Regions from separate parts of the Mus musculus genome. Here all the other regions are linked to region 2. A link is a contact called in public ChIA-PET and promoter capture Hi-C data. All regions are on one chromosome and are shown on one strand. Each heading gives the region's core, a stretch centred on a gene start, on an enhancer-like site or on the middle of the called end of the contact. The rest is flanking DNA. Distances are from core to core; before and after follow the strand shown. Region 1 overlaps Mmp25 (matrix metallopeptidase 25). Region 2 holds the start of 1520401A03Rik (elastin). Region 3 has its middle 20 kb from the start of Zscan10.

Region 1 (2,735 bases), core at 192-2,691, 90 kb before region 2:
GATACCTAATTTCTTCTTGTTGTTGTTTCTTCTTTTTACATAACTACTTAACAAACCACAACCACCAACCAACCAACCAACCCACCCACCGTCACCAACCCTCTGAAAAGTCCCCAGAATTCCAAACATCATACAATCCCAGAAACTGTCTGTAGCTGGCAAAATCACGCTCCTGCTAGAGCAGGAGGCAAACCATGGTGAACTGCTGTGGACAGTCTGAAGCAGCCCTGTATCCCCACCTGGGGTTAAAACGGAAACATGTTCTTGTATTATTTCTGTGGTTTTGTTTTTTAAAAAAATTTCAAAATTGTCACCACACAGAGATCTGCCTGCCTCTGTCTGCCAAATGCTGGGATTAAAAGTTTGCATCACCCGTGCACTCTCTTTCTCTATATGCCTCCACATCCATCCTTCTTTCGACAGACTCAGTGGTAAATGCTTAAACACATCATCCTGAAACACTCTCTGGACCTGGCTGCCAGGATTCCAGCCACACTAGGTTCTGCCCTTGCTTCTTGGCCATTCGGTGATCACAGCCTCCACTTTCTCGATTCTTCTCACACAAAACTCTACTTTGGGATCCTCACATCCATGGAGATGTGATTTACAGGCGCAGAAAGGTCACTTGTCCCCACATAACCAAATCCTAGCCAGTTAATATTTGTTTGTGGTGTGGCAATGTCTAACTACTTCCTGTTTTCTCCCTACCTCCATTGTTTTAGGTTTGGGGTCTTGTTCTAGACCGTGTCTCTTGCTTGCTGGCCCAGAACTCTCGAGATTGTTCACCGGCTGGTCACCTGTATGGATCACCCTGCCTTTGCCTTCAAGTGCCACTACTTCTTAACTTTGAGGCTCTCCACTGCTCTTTTCTTGACTTTCAAATTCTCCCATTTCTTCTGGGCAGCCTTGCTGATCCCTGTCCCCAGACCAGTGTGCACAAGTAAGAAGGAAACGAGCCACCGGACACTCTCCTTACTTCATCTCTAGCTGAGGAAGCAGTGCAAGAAGGCAATGTCATCTGCACTTATCGCAGTGGCGGAAGCTGAACTGAGTCAGCTTCGAAGCTGACCTATTTGCACTGGAGATGTGTGTGGCTCAGTAACAGAGCACTTGCCAGGTCTGCACAGCCTGCATCCCGAGCCTCACAGTGTTGCTGGATACTACTTCCTTACAGCAAGTGCTCCACAGAGCCTGGGCACCAGACCTAGCTGTCTCCTCCCGGTCATCCTACCCCAACACAGCACACGACCGACTGGACAGGACTGAGAAGAGCTGGCCCACATCCTTGCTCAGCTGTATCACTTCTCTCTCCTGCTACCTTTGCCCCTGAGAATTTACTTGCTTAAGAATTTCTATCTGTTATTACTACTACTTTTAGGCCTGAACTGCTTGAGTCAGCTGACAAATTCTATGGTGTAAAGTTCAGAAACAAGGTTAGTCATATTGATGTGATCACAGCAGAGATGGCCAAAGATTTTGTAGAAGACGATACCACACATGATTAACTGAAGGATAATGCTTGCTGTCTTGGAAGATGTGTATAATAATGTGGTCCATACCCAGGAACTGTACATTTTAAAACTAAGTATTTGGTTATTATTAAGTTTTTGGATTTAGAGTACACAGTCCTTTTATACTTGTCTTTGTATTTTATAAGCTCCCCTGTAATGTTACATTTCTACATATAGCTGAGGAATTTTATTTCCTATGCGACTTTTTGTAAAGTGTCCTCCTATTTTAAATCTTTTGAGATATTCTAAATATTCTTCCCAATTATTTTATAGCTTCTATTAAATAATTGGTTTGTGACTAAAAAAAAAAAAAAAAAAGAATTTCTATCTGGCAGGGAGAGGTCGTGGCGCACACCTTTAATCCCAGCCCCCGGGGAGGCAGACATGTGGAGTTCAAGCCTAGTCTAGTCTATAGAGAGTAGAACAGCCAGGGCTAGGTAGAGAAACCCTGTCTCAAGGAAGGGAGGGAGGGAAGGAGGGAAGGAGGGAGGCAGGGAGGAAGGAAGGAAGGAAGGAAGGAAGGAAGGAAGGAAGGAAGGAAGGAAGGAAGGAAGGAAGGAAGGAAGGAAAGAAGAAATTTTTCTGTCTGGAAACAAAAAATACAAGAGGGAAAAAAATGGGGGTTCGGTGCAGGAATCAGAGAGGACAAGGGAAGAAAATAATTTCCACCTGAACCTCAACTTCTGGGAAACCTGACCAGGGACAGAACTAGGAGTCCAAGTTCTGCATGTGTGTCTGGGTGAGAGTGTTGGCAACCCTGGAAATAAAGTTACACAAAGTTATGAGCTGCCATGTGGGTGCTAGGAATTGAACCCAGGTCCTACAAAAGAGAAGCCAGTGTTCTTAACCTCTGCACCACCTCACCAGCCCCAGGGATGCAGGTTCTAAAGAGGATGTTTATGCTCTGTGCTACCTGCACTTTCTGCCCACCTACTGCTTCCTCTCCAACGACCCTATCTAATAGTATCAGTCTTGTAGGATGCTGAGCTGAACCTGGACCATGTCATCCTCCCTGGCACCAGAACTAGAGATCACAATCTGGGCCTGCTCCAACCTCCCTCAGATCTAGCCCTCCGCCATCGCCCCCATATTCTCTTCCCTAGACTTTGTCTACTCCCACCACTTTGCCTTTCTCCACTCCATCTCCTCATGCATCCAGGACCATTTCTAGGATGCAGAACTACTTGATGTGTCCTCAGTGCTTTCCAAAACCTGTTGTTTTAA
Region 2 (2,700 bases), core at 65-2,564:
AGGCACACCAGAAGAAGGCATTACAGATGGCTGTGAGCCACCATGTGGTTTCTGGGAATTGAATTCAGGACCTCTGGAAGAACAGTCAGTGCTCTTAACCACTGAGCCATCTCTCCAGCCCCAGGAATATTGTTATAGTACCCACTGGCCTCCAATTCCTAGGCTCATGTGACCTTTCTGCCTCAGCCGCCTCTGTGCTTGGGGTATAGACATGTACCAGTGCAGTTTTTTGTTTGTTTGTTTGTTTTGTTTTGTTTTGTTTTTTGTTACTGTGTGTGTGTTAGTGTGTTTTAATCATTATGAATTAGACTTTGAGGAATAAATGGTTGGAAGAAGGGGAGGCCTGTCCAGAAAACGGAGCTGGCAGAAAATAGCTCTAAATAGTTGGAGAGGGACCTGTCTAGGGTTCTCAACAAGGACTAGACCAAGTCACAACTGTTCTGGCTCTCAAAGTCACTAAAGCAAAGGGAAGGGCTTGGAGGTGGGCGGTACCCCAGCTCTTGATCTCAGGCTTAAGTAGGGCCTGGCCTTCCTTCCCACTGTTGTTCCAAGAGATTGCAGGAGCATTTTAGAGAGATTGGCTATAAAGCATGATTTTTCACTTCTAGTTGAAATCAATAAAGGTCCCTTTCTCCATGAAGCAAGCTCCACCCCACTTTGTTCTGTGCAGACCTTCTTTAAAGAAATTGTCCTAGGTTCCTCGGCTCCACGTTTAGAAGAAAAGTGACAACCCATCATGTACCAGAGGTTGTGAGGCCAGGAAGTGACTGAGAGGAGTCAGTTGAGCACAAGGTTCTGAGCTAAAGGATGTAAGAATCGGCCTCAGACAGCCTATTTACAAGGAGACTCCACCGTCTTAGAACAGGCGCTACCAATCGCTATCCTGGGATGATGAAGACCGGTGTCTGAATATGCATAAGATTATAAGTAGTGGGACATTCGCTTGTGCTGTCCCCAGTGGCAACTCCTTGAGGAGATGCCACTTGGCTGCAGGGCCCTTACCTGCCCCTTTTATGGACACGAATATTAAGGCAGCCAATAGAGAGCAGCTGGTGTGGGGACCATAGTGTGAAGGCCGACAAATACCGACAGAGAGGGGCCAAGGATCGTTCCCGCCGCAATAGGCCTCGAAGAGTTGCGTCTGCGCAGTGAGAGCGCTCCGGCAAACTTCGGAGGCGGGGAGACCTCGGTGCGCACGCAAGACGCGAGGCGGGGCCAATGCCCCGGGCGCTAGACCCGCTGCACCAGGCGGGGGCGGGACCACGGGCGAGCCTGGGCGGGGCCTCGAGGCCGGTTTGGAATTTTTGGCGCGAGCTGGCTCCGCGCGCGTTCACGGGCGGTTCCCCTTCTTGGAGGGTGCTTCGTCCCGGTGTCCAGAGGCCCCGCTGCCCGACCCCGGCCTGCCTGGCCTCTGTGAGGTCCCCAGCGGCCCCCGCCGACCCGGAACCTGGGACCTCGCTGCTGCGCCACGCTGCGCCACGCTGCGCCACGCCCAGCCTCCCCAGGTGAGCCCACACCCGGGTGAGATCTCCCGGTTGCGCCGCTCTTCCGCCGGCGCCCTGGCCCGCGCTCCTGCCGCGCTGCGCCCCGCGACTGCCCTCCGGCCTCTTCTCAGTATCCGGTCACCCCCCCACCCCCCTGCAGCAGCCCCACCCCTCCGTGTCTGTCACGGGCCGGACTAGCCCTCGGATGACTCCAGGTCAGCGCTGTCGCCCACGCCCCGCCTACTCCCGCGGGTCCCCTGTCCCTTCCCATTGGGCGCTCCTTTTCCAGCACTGCCTCTCTTTCTCCCGCGGCTCTCTGGGAAGAGCCCCTCCACCCCCGGGTGACAGCCTGTTTACGCAATGGTTTGTCAGAGTTCCCCCTCGCCTACCGAACGGATTCAGCAGTGGCCCTGCACGGGAGAAACTCACAGTCTAACGCTAGATGGTGGTCAACAGATGGGTACAGCTCAGTAAGAGGGTGAGGTCCCTGGAAACCCAGTGGCTCAGGGACACTCTGTACTCAGCCGGGACTCCACTACCAACCCTTCTCACCCCATAAAAGCTGTTTGACCAGGCCAGAGGTATTAGAATGTAAATGACCAGTGATGTTGAAATGAAAATGGCATTGAGAGGGAATGGTCTCTCTGGCTGAAACAGAAGGTGATGGACTCCCAGGTGCTAGGCATGGAGACTGTATTCCTTCTTCCTTTAAAAAAAAAAAGTTTTTACTCTTTTTAATGCATGTGTATTTTTGTCTGTTTGTGCCTAGTGCCCACATAGGTCAGAAAAGGGTGTCAGATCCCTTTGGAATTGGAGTTACAGACGCTTGTGTGTCAGGGAATCAAACCTGGTCCTTTGGAAGGGCAGCAAGTACTCTTACCTCCCCCACCCACGTCCCCTTCAAGACTGTAGGTTTAATTAACAAGCATGATCGTGGATCCTTACAGAAGACCTGGGATGGGATTTGTTTTTTTTTTTCTTAGGGTGGGCATCAAATGCAGGACGCTGATGGTGCCAGGCATGTACTCTATCACTAAGCTAAAGGCCACCTCTGGGATGGGATTCTTGAAGTAAATAGATCCATAACAAGAGGGCCTTCCAGCAAGCCTCTTAAGTACTTAACCTAAGTAGTAATTTGATCTAGCTACTACTAGAGGTTAGGTGTGGCTCCTTTGATACATTGTGGCTTCCCCTAAAATGGACACTTTCTATTGCT
Region 3 (2,700 bases), core at 57-2,556, 110 kb before region 2:
TCCTTGCGGGGCTGCTCTCTTCAAGTCTCAAATCTGTTTAATCGGGTGGTGCTTCTCATCAGCCAACTTCCCATCATCTGTCCTTGCTTTCTGGAAGCTGCTCAGAAACTCATTGAGTTTGGGCTGATTTTTTTTTTTTTTTTTTTTGATAGCCACTATTTATTTACATTTCAATTTTTTTTTTCTTTCAAGACAGTGTTTCTTTGTGTAGCCCTGGCTGTTCTGGAACTCACTCTGTATCCTCCTTCCCTGTTTCCCCTCAAAAAACTCCCTTTTCTGCCCCCCTCCTCCCTGCTTCTATGAGCGTGCTCCCCCACCCACCCACCCACTCCTGCTTCACTGTCTTAGTATTCCCCTATGCTGGGGCATCAAGCCTTCACAGGACCAAGGGCTTCTCCTCCCATTAATGCCAGATCAGGCCATCCTTTGCTACACATGCAACTGCAACCCTGGGTGTCTCCATGTGTATTCATTGGTTTAGTCCCTGGGAGCTCTGTGGTGTCTCGTTGGTTGATACTGTTGTTCTTCCTATGGTGTTGCAAACCCCTTCAGCTCCTTCAGTTCTTCTTCTAACTTCTCCATTGGGGTCCCCATGCTCAGTCCAATTGTTGCCTGGTCCTTGAGCCTGGTGTGGAAGTATCCTCACAATTGTTGTCTTTCACTTGAAGGTGAGAAGGCAACAGCCAGTAGTTGCTTGATTTCCAAGGTTTGGGATGCTTCAGCAGCTTTTCTCATCATGTCTCAGCTTTTCTTCTCCATTGTTAAAAATAGTCCTTTCAACATGCAAGCAGGAATCTCCCTGCAGGAATTGGGCTGATTTTTTAACAGAATCTCCTCGATAGGCTGCATTTTGTGAGGGCTGGCCACAAACACCTTAAAGACGTGAAAGGCTTTTACTTGGAGGTTTGGGCTTTTGTCTAGAAGCAGGTTCATCATCGGTCTCAGGTTCTCCAGCTTGTTGATATACCTGAGTCATAATGGTGAAATTGTGGCAATTCAGGATCAGCTCAACGAGCAACTTTAAAGATTGTCTCTTTGTCACGGAGTTCTCAGACTGCAGCAGTTTCTCATCATCTTCAAAAATAGTGTCATAATTCTTCTAAGAAGTCTGCTACCATCACTTTGTATCTGGTTAACAAATCCTTGAGAGTAGCAACGGCATCTGAAGCGATATCAGATGTGGACAGCGCCACGCACTTGAAGTCTCTGACTGATTAGAGAAGAGGACGACTTGACAAGTGGCTCATGTTGAAAACACTCTCTCAGCGTAATCCACAACCACACTGTAAGGCAACCTGTGGGCCTTTACAGCCTTTGAGAAGCATAAACAGGATGTGAAGATGAGAACTGACGCACTCCACAGTAGGACACCAGGTACCAATCTGTCTTCTCAGGATGTTGTTGACTATCTGGATCACATCTTTTTTTGGTGTCACCAGCAACCCCCTGCTGTGGAGCTCCTGTGCCAGCTGAGCCACTGCTTCTGGGGGTGGGGGTGGGGTCCTTGTCATTTATTCCACACAGAATTTCCTTCATTGCTTACAGAGATCTTGTCACTTCTGATGAAGCATTATCTGTCTTTTTGTCTTGCTTTTCCAAAACGGCCAGGTTGTCTTTCAGAATTTTGACAATTTCTGCTGGATTTTTGTGTGATTTACTAAACAAAGGCATTTTTTTTTCATGTATAAAAGTCTCTTCTTAGGCCTGGCTTGGTGGCACTTGCCTTTAATCCCAGCACTTGGGAGGCAGAGGCAGGCAGATTTCTGAGTTCGAGGCCAGTCTGGTCTAGAGAGTGAGTTCCAGGACAGCCAGGGATATGCAGAGAAACCCTGTCTCGAAAAAACAAACAAAAACAAAGTCTCTTCTTCCAATATGGAATGCTTAGATGTCCCTCGTCTTCCACAAATCTGTTCCAGGGCTTACAGTTTTCAGTCACTGCTCAGGGCAGTCACGTCTCTCCTTTAGTCTGCTGCCTTTGCATGACAAACACATAAGCCTCCAATCTGGAGTCTGCATCTTCCTTTTCTTTTCTTTTCTTTTCTTTTCTTTTCTTTCTTTCTTTTTTTTTTTTCTTCTTGTTTTTTTAAGAGCATCTTCATTTTCCAAGCAGCCACTACAGGTTTAAACTAAACCTTAGCTCCTGATGTTCTTTCTTCTTCACGGTGGATTTTACCGGAAGAAAGTGCTGCACCACTACACCCATAAATCTGGTTTTAAAAGCCCATGGCTCAGAAACCCATAGGCCAGAGAGAAGAAAACAATACTGTTAACTCACAGTATTGAGAAGCTTCTCAGGACAATGGGCAGCAGTTAATGCTGAGACTCAAGTGGTGCTCCTCCCTAGCCCCAGACTAAGGCTCGGGGAGCACTGAGGAAGAGGGATGGGAAGAAGGGAGGAGCAGAAGAAGGGGAAAGAGAGCTGCGAAAGGCTGGCTTCTGCACACGGCCACTCCACTGTACAGATGAGTTCACTGTAGCTCTGCTCATCCGCAAAAGCGCAAGGTCAAGCCAGTGAGAGCAGAGGCACAAGACTATTGTTGTTAGTGCTTTAGAAGACACGAGAATGCTCTGAGCCGCATGCTGTCCCCTACTTCCCCAAGCTCCATTGTCAGGCCATCTCTCTACCAGGAACATCCAGGTTAGATCCCTTTTCCTGCCCAATTCCCCAGCCCACTAAGTCCTCCTGAGCATGCCCAGTTG

Evidence for each region. Promoter capture Hi-C pulls out the DNA fragments that hold promoters and counts their contacts. ChIA-PET counts read pairs in DNA pulled down with a chosen protein or histone mark.
Region 1: a contact with region 2 is called in a promoter capture Hi-C map of hematopoietic stem and progenitor cells. The contact joins the enhancer-like site here to the promoter of 1520401A03Rik in region 2. A contact is called at or near these places in 19 of 39 promoter capture datasets (the 3T3-L1 cell line, 3T3-L1-derived adipocytes, the C10 cell line and 10 more), 2 of 484 Hi-C or Micro-C datasets (embryonic stem cells and nephron progenitors), 7 of 115 datasets of contacts at active chromatin or transcription factors (the SCID.adh cell line, embryonic stem cells, epiblast stem cells and 2 more) and 3 of 9 other capture datasets (adipose tissue, liver and pancreatic islet).
Region 3: a contact with region 2 is called in an RNA polymerase II ChIA-PET map of memory CD8 T cells, with 8 read pairs. The contact joins the enhancer-like site here to the promoter of 1520401A03Rik in region 2. A contact is called at or near these places in 19 of 39 promoter capture datasets (the 3T3-L1 cell line, the C10 cell line, the HPC-7 cell line and 10 more), 1 of 15 datasets of contacts at CTCF or cohesin (the NIH/3T3 cell line), 1 of 484 Hi-C or Micro-C datasets (embryonic stem cells), 8 of 115 datasets of contacts at active chromatin or transcription factors (the SCID.adh cell line, embryonic stem cells, epiblast stem cells and 3 more) and 3 of 9 other capture datasets (adipose tissue, liver and pancreatic islet).

Annotation. Positions count from the first base shown.
Region 1 is chr17:23,635,235-23,637,969 of GRCm38.p6, forward strand. All of the region lies in intron 4 of Mmp25 (matrix metallopeptidase 25), which reads right to left. Among named protein-coding and RNA genes, the nearest start is that of Mmp25, 8.7 kb to the right of the region's middle. Within about 2 kb of position 1,442, at least 12 of the 459 cell types and tissues checked have an H3K27ac peak or open chromatin away from gene starts, as enhancers often do. A contact at or near this core is called in hematopoietic stem and progenitor cells, where this site is marked.
Region 2 is chr17:23,725,137-23,727,836 of GRCm38.p6, forward strand. It overlaps 1520401A03Rik (elastin), which reads right to left and starts at 1,315. Exons shown (of 41, transcript XM_017317755.2): 1 at 1,003-1,315. It overlaps Pkmyt1 (protein kinase, membrane associated tyrosine/threonine 1), which reads left to right and starts at 1,200. Exons shown (of 8, transcript NM_023058.3): 1 at 1,200-1,505.
Region 3 is chr17:23,619,230-23,621,929 of GRCm38.p6, forward strand. It overlaps the pseudogene Gm7912. Among named protein-coding and RNA genes, the nearest start is that of Zscan10, 20 kb to the left of the region's middle. Within about 2 kb of position 1,307, at least 22 of the 459 cell types and tissues checked have an H3K27ac peak or open chromatin away from gene starts, as enhancers often do. A contact at or near this core is called in memory CD8 T cells, where this site is marked.